5 separate regions of the Mus musculus genome follow, and all the other regions are linked to region 1. The links are chromatin contacts, called in public HiCAR-type, HiChIP or PLAC-seq and promoter capture Hi-C maps. All regions are on one chromosome and are shown on one strand. Each heading gives the region's core, a stretch centred on a gene start, on an enhancer-like site or on the middle of the called end of the contact. The rest is flanking DNA. Distances are from core to core; before and after follow the strand shown. Region 1 holds the start of 4933433G15Rik (RIKEN cDNA 4933433G15 gene). Region 2 holds the start of Ccpg1 (cell cycle progression 1). Region 3 holds the start of Rab27a (RAB27A, member RAS oncogene family). Region 4 holds the start of Rsl24d1 (ribosomal L24 domain containing 1). Region 5 holds the start of Lrrc1 (leucine rich repeat containing 1).

What was found. Promoter capture Hi-C pulls out the DNA fragments that hold promoters and counts their contacts. HiCAR-type assays count read pairs that join an accessible place to other places. HiChIP or PLAC-seq counts read pairs in DNA pulled down with a chosen protein or histone mark.
Region 2: a contact with region 1 is called in a HiCAR-type map of astrocytes, with 5 times the contacts expected there. The contact joins the promoter of Ccpg1 here to the promoter of 4933433G15Rik in region 1. A contact is called at or near these places in 1 of 39 promoter capture datasets (erythroid cells) and 2 of 115 datasets of contacts at active chromatin or transcription factors (astrocytes and embryonic stem cells).
Region 3: a promoter capture Hi-C map of cranial neural crest shows a contact between it and region 1. The contact joins the promoter of Rab27a here to the promoter of 4933433G15Rik in region 1. A contact is called at or near these places in 5 of 39 promoter capture datasets (the HPC-7 cell line, HPC-7-derived erythroid cells, cranial neural crest and 3 more), 2 of 115 datasets of contacts at active chromatin or transcription factors (embryonic stem cells and large pre-B cells) and 1 of 9 other capture datasets (embryonic stem cells).
Region 4: an H3K27ac HiChIP or PLAC-seq map of extraembryonic endoderm stem cells shows a contact between it and region 1, with 10 times the contacts expected there. The contact joins the promoter of Rsl24d1 here to the promoter of 4933433G15Rik in region 1. A contact is called at or near these places in 1 of 39 promoter capture datasets (hematopoietic stem and progenitor cells) and 2 of 115 datasets of contacts at active chromatin or transcription factors (extraembryonic endoderm stem cells and stem cell-derived neural progenitor cells).
Region 5: a promoter capture Hi-C map of pre-B cells shows a contact between it and region 1, with 5 times the contacts expected there. The contact joins the promoter of Lrrc1 here to the promoter of 4933433G15Rik in region 1. A contact is called at or near these places in 7 of 39 promoter capture datasets (cranial neural crest, frontonasal cranial neural crest, hippocampal neurons and 4 more) and 1 of 115 datasets of contacts at active chromatin or transcription factors (extraembryonic endoderm stem cells).

What each region holds. Positions count from the first base shown.
Region 1 is chr9:75,408,847-75,411,603 of GRCm38.p6, reverse strand. 4933433G15Rik (RIKEN cDNA 4933433G15 gene) reads right to left here and starts at 1,420. Exons shown (of 4, transcript NR_040719.1): 1 at 838-1,420. Mapk6 (mitogen-activated protein kinase 6) reads left to right here and starts at 1,588. Exons shown (of 6, transcript NM_015806.5): 1 at 1,588-1,741.
Region 2 is chr9:72,984,067-72,986,823 of GRCm38.p6, reverse strand. Ccpg1 (cell cycle progression 1) reads right to left here and starts at 1,320. Exons shown (of 9, transcript NM_001286544.1): 1 at 1,151-1,320. Ccpg1os (cell cycle progression 1, opposite strand) reads left to right here and starts at 1,448. Exons shown (of 2, transcript NM_001198789.1): 1 at 1,448-1,683. The coding sequence starts at 1,657.
Region 3 is chr9:73,043,489-73,046,245 of GRCm38.p6, reverse strand. It overlaps Rab27a (RAB27A, member RAS oncogene family), which reads right to left and starts at 1,436. Exons shown (of 6, transcript NM_023635.6): 1 at 1,235-1,436.
Region 4 is chr9:73,112,082-73,114,838 of GRCm38.p6, reverse strand. Rsl24d1 (ribosomal L24 domain containing 1) reads right to left here and starts at 1,370. Exons shown (of 6, transcript NM_198609.2): 1 at 1,256-1,370. The coding sequence starts at 1,336.
Region 5 is chr9:77,543,516-77,546,272 of GRCm38.p6, reverse strand. It overlaps Lrrc1 (leucine rich repeat containing 1), which reads left to right and starts at 1,421. Exons shown (of 14, transcript NM_001146048.1): 1 at 1,421-1,808. The coding sequence starts at 1,650.

The DNA of each region.
Region 1 (2,757 bases), core at 171-2,670:
CAACATTAAATTCTCCTAGACTTCTTTCAAAACTCTTCCCTTTCCCATCCTAAACTGTCACACCACTCAGTCCCAGTCAAGACCCCTTGATGAAAGGCCTATCATAAACCAAATCTCCAAAATTTTGTACCTAGCTCACCCTGACCTCTCTTTTAAGATTCCACAAACACTTAACATCGTGGACTCCTTTGACTCCTATAAAGCAATATGGCTGGCTTTAATGGAAGTCAGCAGAGATGCATTATAAACTTTCTGAGAGAAAGCATACGGCTTGCTATTTATGCTCACCACCACCACCACCCCGGGGGGTCCAGCCATTAGAGGAAGATGGAGGTCCCAGAGTCCATCAGGAGGAACTAGAGGGAGGACAGAGTGGGTCGGTGGAGCAGAACTTCACAGTGCCGGCTGCACTCAACAGCTGTAAATCTCGCTTTCTGTAGGCATTACTGCTCTTCTCCTGGTATTCAGATGGTATTGCTTTAAATATAATAGAGCTGGGCTCAGCTGCCTAAGCCTATAATCCAAGCTCTGGGGAAGCTAAGGCAGGGAGATTAGGTGTGCTAGGGCAGGCTGAGTTATAGAGAGATGCTGTCTCACAAAGCATATATTTTAATGTATCTCTGTATTAGGAAACATTGAAGCTCCTCTCAAGCTCTTAACTTCAAGTGACTGTGTCATCTCTGAAAGGGGTTTGCTGCTTACAGTGGATCATGGACTGCAGTGGCCATATTTTCTTTAGGATGGTCAATTACCACTGATAGAAAGGGCTAACCGAACCTCTCATTTTTCTTTTTTGTGAGGCGGGGTCTCAGTAGTCTGGGCTGGCTTTGAACTCACTATGCAGCCAAGGATTAACTGTATCTTCTAATCCTTCTGGTCTCCAAGACAGGGATCACAGGGGTACAACAACAAGCTCTCCCAGCCTTTTGAGACAGGGTCTATTATATAGCATAGGCTGTCCTGGCACTACATAGACTAGTTAACTCATGTGCCACTACTCCCAGGCAAACCCTGTGCTTTTTATATCTAAGTTCCTAAATACTTAAATTTCATCTAAGCACTGGAAGGGCAGCTATCTACCTTTCTCAGCACGCCTATGTCAAACTCTGGCTGGTCTCAGCGATCTCAACAAGCCAGCCACCCTGCTGACTGAGCTTTTGCTCAGTTTTCCCAGGACCCCTCACTCATTCACCTCCCTGGTTACCGCGGATGCTTCTAGAAGCAGCCAACGGACCCCGGGGACCGATCCCAGGGGCCTTCCCAACACCACCCTGAGCTTATCTGCTCAACAATCTGGCCTAGCATATTCGCCTTCGCCCACTTCCTCCCGACAGCACGGGACCCAGCAGCCGTTCAGACGCTCGCCCTGTCGGGTCACTTGGTACGACACTCTGGGCGGTGGTTCAGCTGAGGCCGGGGTGTACCCGCCAGCAGGCCGCGTGCAGCTCCGACCGCCCCCGCGGCGCGCGCAGTCACGGGCGTTGGAAATTCCGGCGCGTGCGGCTCCCCGGCTGGCGGGGGCGGGGCCGCCGTGGAGTGAGCCTGTGACGTGAGGGGGCGTGCCTCTGCGAGGCCCCGCCTTCTCTCCGCGCCCTCTCTGGCGGGTCGGGGTTACATGGCGGCGACTGCGGCAAAGCGAGAGCCTCGGAAACGCCGCTGCCGCCAGCACAGCCGGAGACCTGAGCCGACCTTGAGGGCTGTCCGCGGGCCCTGCACTCTGTCGATGAGTCGGAGAAGTCCCGTGAGTGTGTATGTGTGTGTGGCCGGGTGCGGGCCGGCGCGGGAGGGAGCGGCAGAGGGCCCGGCGGCGGCGCCGGCTCCCGCGTCCATTGTGTGTGACCCTCCGGGCGGCCGCCGCTCAACAAAGACGCTTTTGTTCCGTGTGCCCGCTCAGCCCGGGCGGCGCGGCCGGCTGCGAGGGCCAGGTCCCCGCGTGGGGCTGGCGGCGCGGCCGGCGCGCCCCTCCCACCCGGCACGCCCCTCGCCGGGCAGCCGGCCGCAGGCATAGCTGGCGGGCCCCCGCCGCCTGCACCGGGCTGCGCTTCGCGGGTTCGAGTCCCCGCCGCCCGCGCCCGGTTCCGCGGGTTCGAGTCCCCGCCAACGCGCAGGCGAGGGCGGTGGTCCAGGAGCGCTTGAGGCGGTGGAGGCTTGCCTTCCTGGCTCGCTGCCTCCCTCAAGCTCTCCTGTCTCCTCCCCTCCCCAGCCTGCCCGGGTGACTCGGCCTCAGCTGACTCCGGCCGGGCAAAGTCTCCGGCACGTTGCGTAGCGCTCTGCTCCTGCCCCTAAGTCCGCCCAAGTTTGTGCCTGGCGGTCCACGAGGTGCCGGGGACCGGCCTGAGACAGGGCTCCTGACACCTTTCCGGACGTTAAGGTGTGATCCGGAAAAACACCCTGATGAAAACGTACGTTACCGGTTACAGGCCTCCTCACTTGGAGCTTGTTATGATCGGACTTGGGAGTTGTGAGGAGTGGAGGGCTTTCGGCCGCCTTTTGTTCCTGCCTGGCTTTGGCTCTCCGGCTCAGGTGCCTTGGGGAAGCTGCGTGCAGCAAGCTCCTTTAGATCGCTTTCGTGTTTTACCTTTCTTTGACTTGAAAGTAGGAAAGATGGAGCGCAGGGACTTGGTAAAGGGGAGTTAGGTCTCTTTACAGTATCTAAACAGTTCGTGTTCGTTGCTAAGAGTCCGGAGGCAGTATTAACTTTTTATGGATACAGATAGATGATTGTCAGAGGGGGAAATAAAAACGTTCTCAGGCCAT
Region 2 (2,757 bases), core at 71-2,570, 2.4 Mb after region 1:
GTTAAAACAGCATTTACAGCAGGCTCCATGGTACCCAACTACGATCACAGTGCCTAGGACGCTTAGGCAAGAGAACTCCCAGGTCTAGCCTGGGATATATTAGTATCAGGACAGCCAGAGATACACAGCAAGAAAAAAAAGCCAAAAGCATTAACTCACCCTTAACAACCTTCTCAGTTCCCCTGTGACTTGAGCTTGTCAGAATAGCAAACTACTCACACCAGTTATACATGATAAATATCCCCTGAGAAATCTAAGACCTATTAAGATTGGGATCTTAAAGTTAGTCGGTGGACTCAGAAGGCAGAGGCAAACGGATTTCTGAGTTGGAGGTCAGCTTGGACTACAGTGCAAGTTTTAGGATAGGTGGAGATACACAGAGAAACCCTACCTCAAAAAACAAAAACAAACAAACCAAAAAAACCCAATCCACCCACTCCAAAAAAAAAAAAAAAAGGCGAAAGAAAAAATATTGGGTCTTTAAGATAGTTAGTGCTGACATTTCAAACATTATGTGACCTTGCTGGAAAGGTCTCATAGCACCCCTAACTGAGAATAACCAACTGGTTGCCCTTTCTAGGGACAAGCAGCCCCATACAGCCAATAAAGCAAAAGTGGGAGAGGGCAGTGCATGATGGTTCACCCTTAAGGAAAACACCCCAGCTGGTTGCGGTCTAGAACTCGGGCGCTGCCCCTGGCAGAGTTGGGATAAATGAGAGGTAAACACAAACGACACACGCGCAGCTGCTACTTAGGACAAGCCGTCAGCCTAACAAACGCTGGTAAGGACCCGGAGGGGAAGCGTGAAGAACGGGCGGAGAACAGGCTTCGGGGCTGAATAGGAGTATACTTCTGGGGTGCACACTTTTCTATTCCTGACACCTGGGACCTCCGAGCCGGCTCAGAGTGACGCACGCGGCATCTCAGCATACGGATGCAGCTGCACCTGAATCCCGGGGCGCCCAGCTCCGAGCTCGCGGGGCTGCAGCCTGCGAGCCCGCGCCTAACACCTGCCAGGTCGCGCCCTCCGCCCGAGGTCGCCCGAGGACCAAGGCATCCACCAGGAGAAAGCCTCCCGGCGCTGCGCCCGAAGGTACGAGTTGCAGCCCGCGGCCGCCCCATCAGCCCGACCTGCGCCCCAGGGTCTTACCCGAAGACAGCGCCTCTTCCGCCCGACCGCGCCAGCTGTCACCGTGGCGGCGTCCGCGCTCCAGACGCCAGTGACGCCTCATAAAAACAACAACCTGCTCGCAGGCGTCCGCAGCGGGGAAGCGGTGGCAGGCGCGGCGCAGCAAGGCATGCTGGGACTTGAAGTTCCTCCTACGTCTCCTGCCAGCTCGCGGCGAGCAAAAAGAACTACGACTCCCGAAGATGCGTACGGCCCGCACCCCTGAGGCTACCGGAAGCTGGGCGGAGCGACTGCGGATCTCCACAACATCCGGGCTCCCACGCCTGCAGCCGGTTGCCACGGAGACGGGCTGCCACACTGGAAGACGGAGGGTTTCCACCCACCGTCTTCCTCCCCAGAAATTGTAGTTTACGGGACTCCGATCGTCTTGCTGTTGCTTTCCGTCGGTTCTGTAAGAAGACTGGGCCCTACGCCTTCGCCAGACTTCTCGCTATCAGGAAAGAGTTGCTTTTGCCGAAGAGATTAAGATGGCGAGAGAGACAGACTGCGACTTGGTGGGTTTGGGCAGAGAGCTAGATGCTTTTGAAAGTCGAATTCATAATAGTGTTTGAGGCACCATCTACTCCCACTCACTAGTCACCAAGCTGTTATATTTACAAGTTTAAATGCACGATCCACAAAGTAATTACTCTGAAGGTGTATAGGAGGCACCTCACTACAAATGATCTTTTGTCCAGGATGGTTTTTGTTTTGCATTATCTATTTGCAGTCGTGGGGATCGAACTCAGGGACTTGTGCATGGTAGGTAATCTCTGTTCTACTGAACTACACCTCCCAGCCCTAGAACCTTCATGTTTTTGTCACTTAGAGTATGCCTAGTCTAAAAGGATGGAAGAGGGTGAATAGGAGTGCACTCACCCCAGAGGGAAGTTACCGTTCCTCTGTCCCCTACCTGTCTAGTGAGTAAACAGTAAAGGAAACCATTCAACAAGCTGATGTTGGGCAAAAGCTAGTTCACATTTAGATCTGATATTTGTGTTGCTGTAACTAGGGATTGAACCTCAAGCCTCACACAAGCTAAGAAAGCCCTCTACAAAGGAGGTAGATCCCTAACCCCTCGTTTTTGTTTGGGTGAGAGGGGAGTTCTGGGTGGTGGGTTTTTTTTGAGACAGAGCTTCTCAGAGTAACTCGGGCTGACTTTAAATTCTTTGTGTAGCTGGCACTGAATTCCAGAACCCCTTGCCTTTATTTCCCAAGTGTTAGGATTACAGGCCTATGCTACTACACTCTGCTCTTCCAACTTGGTGAACAGGCGAAAATTTAAATAACAAAGCTGGCTTTACAGTGAGTGGGTTTGTAAAGTGGTACTTACTTTGATTACTTATGAGCTGTAGACGAGATAGCACGGTCCCCCATGACTTGGTGTAGATAAGACACCTGGTGACTTGGATTATTGAAGTGACTTTTTAAAATCATTAAATCTAGACCTGAAGGTGATTGTGTTAGTCAGGGTTCTCTAGAGTCACAGAACCTATGGATAGTCTCTATATAGTAAAAGAATTTATTGATGACTTACAGTCCCCAGCCCAATTCCCAACAATGGTTCAGTCGCAGCTGTGAATGGAAGT
Region 3 (2,757 bases), core at 187-2,686, 2.4 Mb after region 1:
AGTTCTACTCAAGTTAGACTCAATAAAATGTGTTCAGGGTGGACAAGAGACATGGAAGAATGAAGAGAATTGTTTGGCCTGAGATTCTCTAAGAGTGGAATTTCTTTACTAAGATGGGGAAACAGGTATCAGGAAAGGAAGTTAAAAGTCTGGTTCCCAAAGGCGGCTTCCCTCTTCAAAATGCCTGTGCGTGCTCTAAAGCCAAGGCCACAGAATTGAGAAGCTGACCGTAAATTCCACACAGAGATACAAGGGACTCTTCTGCACAGCCAAAAAAACTCGTAAAAGGTGGCAAGGGAGGGGGTGGGGCGGGGTGACGTCAGAAATAAACAAACAACAACAACAACAACGACAAATAAGACACACTGTGGAGAGGAAACGGAAAGGTGTTGGGGTGGGGGGGAAGACCAAGGTAAAATAAGAAGGCAGCTCCCATTCAGGCGCGCTTAGCATTTCTGAATACCCCCCCTTCCTTTCTTTTTGGTGTTTGTTTTTTGAGAAAGAGTCTCCTGTAACCCAGGCTGGTTTCAAGCACACACTATGTAGCAAAGGCTGACCTTGAACCCTGGATCCTTCTCTGTCCACCTTCCAAATGCAGGGATTACTTTTCCCATACCGGTTCCACTCTACAGGGAGCTTTAAAGAATACGAAATGTCTCCTGCCTTCCTCACCCGGCTGGGCTGAACAGCTAAGGCAGAACAGCTGTTAGCCCTTGGGCTTGAAAGAGAAGCCTAGGGGAATACTCCAGACAACAGCAAGATGCAAAGGCCAGGGGGGCTGCTGAGACGCCTCAAGATCTCCTACATTACAGAGCTGGCTTTCCAAATCGGTACCCAGCTACTGGGCCAGAGACCCGGTCTTGGCAAAGTGACCAAAATATGTCATCCATCAATTCTACCTCCGATAGGGTGACTCTAAGACCAGGCTGACCAGCTGGGTTCTCTGAATGACAGGAAAAGGCAGAGCCCTTTCTCACCTGAAAGCAGCAGGACTCTAAAGACTTTAAAGTCAAAGACTTCTAAAACCGAAGTGAGGGAAGGACAGAGGGATGGGCAGACCTATTTCTCTTCCCCTCATTAAAGGGATTTTGGCACCTAGATGCCACCCGGGATAACCTTCAGCCCCTGGAACTCCAGAAAACCAGCATCCATTCCGAAGATCTGTCCCCTGGTTGCCCTAGGGCTGACTTGCTCGCCTGCAATCTGCAGCGCGCCCAGAACGCTGAGTGCTCACCCGGTTTGGTGCTCTGTCCGGTGCTGTCCCTGCGGTGTTGCGTCCCTGCAGTGCTAGATTCCCAACGTGCCGCGTCCTCGCTGTGCTCTATCCCTTAGGTACTCCCTTCCAAATGGAGCTCGGGACCCCGTGCGACTGGCCTTTTTTGGGTGCTTGGCGCTATTTTCCGTCTGGCCCCACATCACTTCCCGTAGAGGAGAGCGCGGTGGGGGCGGGTCCTGAGCGGCCTCCACCTCCGCCTCCTGTCACCTGCCCGCAGGCCCCCAGCCACAGAAACGACTGCTCGCCTCGCCTGGCACGGATCGGGTCTCCTCGCCCCTTCTGAAAGGTGTGAGAACCACAGAGGGTGGTTTTCCTTGAGACCAAGAGAGCCATTCACAAAAAGCTCAAATTGCCCCAGGATCCGGGTAAGGCGAGGCGTGCCCTGGAGACTCCAAAGGTCTGTCCTAAAAGCTTTTTCATGGCTGTGCATCCTCCCTGGAGACAGCTTGGGCATGGCCTACTGGGGTTCCTGGACTCGATGATGAGAAAAATAGGTAAGATTCAGTCAGAAGAAAATAAACACTATTCTGGAAGGCAATGGCCAGCGGAGTCTACATGCACACAGTCTAACTCGGATTACACTCACCCTGAAGTCCTAAAACACTGTTAGGGCAGGCAGTTACTGCACAGTAAGAGGGAAATTATGGGGTGGCATAACATGCTAAGACCCGGCAGGGTCCGGAGCAGCCTATGACCCTCTGCTGCCTCCTAGTGGCCTTCTACCGATGCCTAGGGTTTTCTGTGAGCAGTCTGGGTCTCAACCTGGGGATGGAGGACATTAGCCAAATCCGTCCAAAGGTGGTTCTGCGCTTCACACTGGCCTTTGGGCCTGCCCTGTTGCTTTCAGAATTCCACTTCCAAGACAAGCAAAATGCTGAGAAGGAAGACTGGGCTAAGTTCTGTCCATGCAGTTTCATTCATCCCTAGGGCCTGCCACCACAAACTCCGCGGTCCAGCTGTCCCACCCACCTGCACACCCAGTCACCCCTCCTGTCTGTAGCTACTAGGACTGCACCACAGTGCAGTTTCTCAATCTGTAGATGGCAGCTACTGGAGTCACCCACGCTTGTAAGCAACCCCAATAAACTGGACCGGTACAGAATCTTTTCTATCATTCCATCAGGGCTGAAGAGAAATACCCTCCCCAGGAAAAGCAAGGCAACCATCTTCCTTCAGGCACTAGCTCTTTTTTTTTTTTTCTTTTTGGTTTTTCGAGACAGGGTTTTTCTGTGTAGCCCTGGCTGTCCTGGAACTCACTCTGTAGACCAGGCTGGCCTTGAACTCAGAAATCCGTCTGCCTCTGCCTCCTCCCGAGTGCTGGGATTAAAGGCGTGTGCCGACGTCACCACCACCCGGCTCTGGCACTAGCTCTCAAGGAGCTATCACTAGAGGCCAAGACAGGTGGATTTCTGAGTTCGAGGCTAGCCTGGTCTACAGAGTGAGTTCCCAGACAGCGAGGGCTACACAGAGAAACCCTGTCT
Region 4 (2,757 bases), core at 121-2,620, 2.3 Mb after region 1:
AAAATGTTTCTACATGCCCCCCCCGGCCCCCCCCAGCCAACCAAAAAGAAAAAGCAAACAAACAAAAAACTACTGTAAAGCAAAAAAAAAAAAGACACTCACATAAGAACTAAGGACAACACCTAGAATCACATGCGACATCAGAACAGAAGGACACTCAAGTGTTTGATGGGTGTCCGACATCATCTCTACCAGGCTAAGCACCCGGAAACCATCACTAATCACTTTAGAGAATAATACCTTACACTGGCCTTAAGTGAAGGAATAGTCTAAGAAAAAGCTCCTTAAAGACCTTCTCAGCCGGGCGTGGTGGCGCACGCCTTTAATCCCCAGCACTTGGGAGGCAGAGGCAGGCGGATTTCTGAGTTCGAGGCCAGCCTGGTCTACAAAGTGAGTCCCAGGACAGCCAGGGCTATGCAGAGAAACCCTGTCTCGGAAAAAAAAAACAAAAAAAAACAAAAAAACAAAACAAACAAACAAACAAAAAACAACAACAACAACAAAACGCTATCTGGAGCCTGGCAGTGGTGGCGCACGCCTTTAATCCCAGCTCTTGGGAGAGACAAGAGGCAGGCGGATTTCTGAGCCTGGTCTACAGAGTGAGTTCCAGGACAGCCAGAGCTATACAGAAAAACCAAACCCTGTCTCGAAAAACCAAAAATAATTAATAATGCAATTTCTGTGTGTCACTGGAAGCAACATAAAAAGTAAGCCTTTGAGGTTACTGGGCGCTAGCAAAGAAAGCTGAGTATGGTAACTAAAATGTGTGACCCGCTCAGAAACAGAAACCTAAACTAAGAAAGCCTGTGCATGCGGCACAAATCATAATGCTTTTGCTTACATACTTCATTCCGTGAGAACCTTCAAGAAGTGGGATAGTGAAGGCTGCCGAAGTAGCCAGTTAATCCCCCCCAAAGAACCCCCATGCTGTCTTTCTCCTAGCTCATCTCCAGCAACAATGCAAAAGTCTATAAGGCTCAGGCACCATGTCCATTAACCGCTACAGACAACCCCACCTCCCACTGTACGAGAGCATGAGCCTCCTTAAGCATTAATTCGACCGACTTCCTGACCCTGCGGCAAGCCGGGTGGCCTGCGGATGAGATGAGCGTCTGACAGCAACGAGGAGACCTCGCCGGCAGTGAACCGACGCCGGGTCCAGCCCAGGCCACTCCACGGCGTTCAGAACCCGGCGCGAGCAGAGCGCGCTCCAGTCCCCGAGCCGTCCGGAGCGTGCGGGCCACGGCCGCCTCACCTTGCAATCGTTGCGGACGAACATCATGCCGTGCCCCGGGTAGATCGGCCCGGAGCAGAAATAACACTTTTCGATCCTCATGTTGACCCCGCGTGGGACCCACCTTCGGGACGCGGAGCTGGAGAGGAAGTGGTACGTCACTTCCTAGTCGCCGGAAGCGAGTCCCTGACCCGACCCGGAAATGGTATCTTAGAATATGAATGAGCTGAAGGTAAAGGCACCACCTGACCCGCGTGTGCGCAGCAGCAGCAGCAGCAGCAGCAGCAGCAGCAGCAGCAGCAGCAGCAGCAGCGTCCCGCGCAGACGCAGAGGCTATAGACTGCATCTGGGAGTTTGACTTTTTGGTTCTGTGAGATCTACCGTACGGGCGCTTTGGAATTTTTCCCGGTATACTCATTCCATAGCGCTATTGCGGTGCTTGTGCTTTGCCACGGGCACGCTCCCCCACACCGGATTGTACCAAAGTCTGCTTTACTCCAGGCTTGTCTTCCCCAAAGGACTTGGCAGGAGTACACAACTAAAACCTTCCACCCGGGGCTGGTGAGATGGCTCAGTGGGTAAGAGCACCCAACTGCTCTTCTGAAGGTCTGAAGTTCAAATCCCAGCAACACATGGTGGCTCACAACCATCCCTAAAGAGATCTGACTCCCTCTTCTGGAGTGAATGAAGACAACTACAGTGTACTTACATATAATAAAACAAAATAAAATTAAAAAAAAAAAAAAAAACTTCCACCCTGGTCTTAGGAGAGCAACCTACTCAAAGTCAGGACAGCTTGGACGAGTTGGTTCTTTCCTCTCACCATGTGGGTCCAAGGGATGCTTAACTGATTTTGTATTTTGGCAGAGGGTCTCGTTTTGTGTAATCTGGAACTGGCTATGTAAACCAAGCTGGACTCGATCTAATAAGAGATCTCCCTACCTCTGCCTCCTTAGTACTGGGATTAAAGGGGTGTGCTACCAGGTGCTGGAGAGATGGCTCTAGGGTTAAGAGCACTGGTTGTTCTTCCAGAGGACCCAGATTTGATTCCCAGAACTCACATGACAGTTCACAACCATCTGTAACTCCAGTTCCAAGGGATCTGATGCCCTCTTCTGGCCTCCACAGGCACCGGGCATACATACACACAGTACACTGACATATATGTAACCAAACTTCCTACACATATAAAATAAATTTTAAAGGAGAGGGGCTGAAGTGATGAGCACTGCTCTTCCAGAGGACCTGGGTCCAGAGGACTTATAGGCAAAATACCAATGCACGTGAAAATAAAAATAAAATATTTTAAAGGGGAGGGGTGGGAGCTGGAGAGATGGCTCAGCGGTTAAGAGCACTGATTGCTCTTCCAAAGATCTGAGTTCAAGTCCCAGCAACCACATGGTGGCTCACAACCATCCCTAATGAGATCTGACACTCTCTTCTGGTGTGTCTGAAGACAGCTACAGTGTACTTACATATAATAATAATAAATAAATCTTTTTTTAAAAAAGGAGTGTACTACC
Region 5 (2,757 bases), core at 172-2,671, 2.1 Mb before region 1:
TGGCAGGACATGGGCTTTATACACACTTCTGGAATGCAAGAATGAAGGAGGAGTGGAGGCTCAAAGTCCGCCTCAAGAATGCAGGCACCAAGTCAGGTTAAAAAGTGAAGTCAGCATAGTGGCAGGAATTAGGTACTGGCTGTAACCATCAAGTCTAGGTGATAATCCTGAGGTAAAAACAGGTCAAATTTCCTCCTTCATCAATCAAGACAAGAGATCCTCCTGATAGAGACGAAACCTTTATGTATCTCTCCCCCTCTCCCCCTGGGCAAGTGCCCTGTGCAGTTAAAAATACTGAAGAGACAATGAAAAAAAGTTTCAGAGCAAACTCTGCCTTGGTTACTAAGCAAGCTCAATTTTCAATCTTCTGCATATTGTGATGTTGGTGACTCCAGATTTGAGCTGAGGGAGCATAAGGCTTCCTTTGCTGGGTGGGGAGTCAGAGAAGACTCTTAAAACAGTCTATTAGCTATTGTATTTGGCCTAAAACGGAGTCATCAACTGTTCATGTGGAGTGAGTTTGGTTAGTTTGTATCGTTGACTCTGAAAACAGAAGAAAAGGGGTTCAAATGTCTGGCTGTGGTAACGGGAACCTCTGAGGAGCAAAGGAAGAAATTTGGGGCTCCCCGCCCCAAACTACAGCGTGGGTTGCAATCTCCCCTTTGTAAGACGCAGGGTGCTGTTGAAGAAATACAGGAGCCAGCTATTGGAGGTTCATCTGCCTTCCTGCACCAGTGCTTTCTGTACCTCAGCCCAGGTTAGCCCCCAAAGCACATCTGGCTAAGGTGGAGCTAATGCTGAAGCGCACCTTTGCCATCTCCTTTCTTCTCGGAGCATCTTTTAGAAGATTTTTGAAGACGGACATCCATGCTTTTGTTGGCACCAGGAAGTTGGTGACACGTACATCTCAGATAAGTCCTGCTCACCAAAGATGCTCTCAGGTCGTAGGGCCTGCCAGCGAGTGTGCGCAGACACAGGGCACAAACGGGGGTTAGGAGGAGGGGGTGTCGGAAAGCCAGAACCGACTCCTTCATTACCCCGCGCTCAAGGTACTCGGCGGGGCGGTACTTCCTGACCCCGGAAGAGAAAGTTGTTTTGGGGAAGGGGAGCAAGAAAAAAAAAAGCACGGTGAGTAAAATGAAAACTCCGAAGTTGTTCTGCTCCTTCTGGCCTTCGGTCCCTGCCCTCCTTAGGAGCTTTTTGGGGCGCGGCTCCCTCCAGAATCGCACACTGTGCGACTCCCCGCGGAGGAGAGGACCGCAGGAGCACCGTCTCCCGACCCTCCCGGGAGCCGGGTCTCCAGGAAAACCCGGAGCGGAGCATCCCCGGCCGGGACACGCCCTCTGCGTGCCGCCGAGTGCGCATGCCCAGTGCGCGGCGGCCGCGAGTAGGAAGCGGAGCGCGGCGGAGGGGGCGGTGGGAGGGGACGCTCGCGACTGTGGCGAAGGCGCGGGACGCGGCGAGGGTTCCCGCGGCTTCCTCAGAACGTTCGGGACGGTGGAGTCCTTGCGAGGCGCGAGCGAGCTTGGAGCCAGCAACGAGCTTGGAGCGGGCGGCGGGCGGGGAGCAGCGGGGCGGCCGGGCGGAGCGGGCTCCGAGCCCCGGGCTCCGCGGCTCGGCGGGACACGGCTCTGGTGGTGGAGGCGGCGATGTTCCACTGCATTCCCCTGTGGCGGTGCAACCGTCATGTGGAGGCCATCGACAAGCGCCACTGCTCGCTGGTCTACGTCCCCGAGGAGATCTACCGCTATGCCCGCAGCCTGGAGGAGCTGCTGCTGGACGCCAACCAGCTCCGGGAGCTCCCCGAGGTGAGTGCCCGCCTCACCTGGCGCGGTGGCCGGGTCCGTGCGCTCCTCCGCTGACTGCTTCGCTCTGGGAGACTCTGGCCAGCGGGGTCCCACTACTGCCCTCAGCCCTCCCTGTGCCCCCCTCCCCTGCTTCCCGATTAAACCCATCCTCCAATAAAAGTTGTTTTTCATTTATACCGAAAGACTTGGTATTTAACAAGTAGTTACATGGCTAGTGGAGAAACGTTCTGGTCCACTAAGTGGCTTAGATCCACGTCTGGGAACTAATGCCGGTTAGGTGAGAAGCCAGGTAGCTCACACTGTTCCCAGCTGGGGGCGACCATGCGCCCCATCACGCCCCGGGGCGATCGGCTAGCAGCCAATTCTCCAGCTAGTGGCTTGGAGCTCCTCATTTTGGGCTAACGCAGGTCCCAGAGGATGTGGGGACCCAGCAGCGCGAAAGTAAGCTTTAGTATATCTTGGCATCTGTAAGGAATGTGCTCCGGGCCTTATCTCTGTGGGCTATGCCCTGGAGAGATGGCGCTTGGTCCGCTTCGGTAGCCCCGTGGCCGCATTGGGGTGCTGGGCAGGAGGAGAACTGCTGCAGGTGCCCAGGTTCCCGCCGCTGGTGCACTGCGTGCGTGGACCTGTTGCGTGGTTGGAACTGCGATGAACGTGTGTAGTGGCTCCCGCTGCGAGTCAGCCCTGCTTGCTGCCTTTCCGCCACCACAGAGCTTGCTTGGGTCTGTCCTATCACTAATGCCATATCTTTTCAGAGTTGTTTATGAAAATTAATCATCTGCCGCACCGAACTTGGCCTGTGACAGATACTGATTGTGCTTCTAGGCCCTGCTGGGGTTAGACGCTGAACTTTTAACCCTTGAATTTGCCTCGGGATTCTAGCTTTAACTGTTAAGGAGGACGCATCCTTTACCCAGGTGTAAGGAGGAAGTAAGCCAGTGGCAATCCA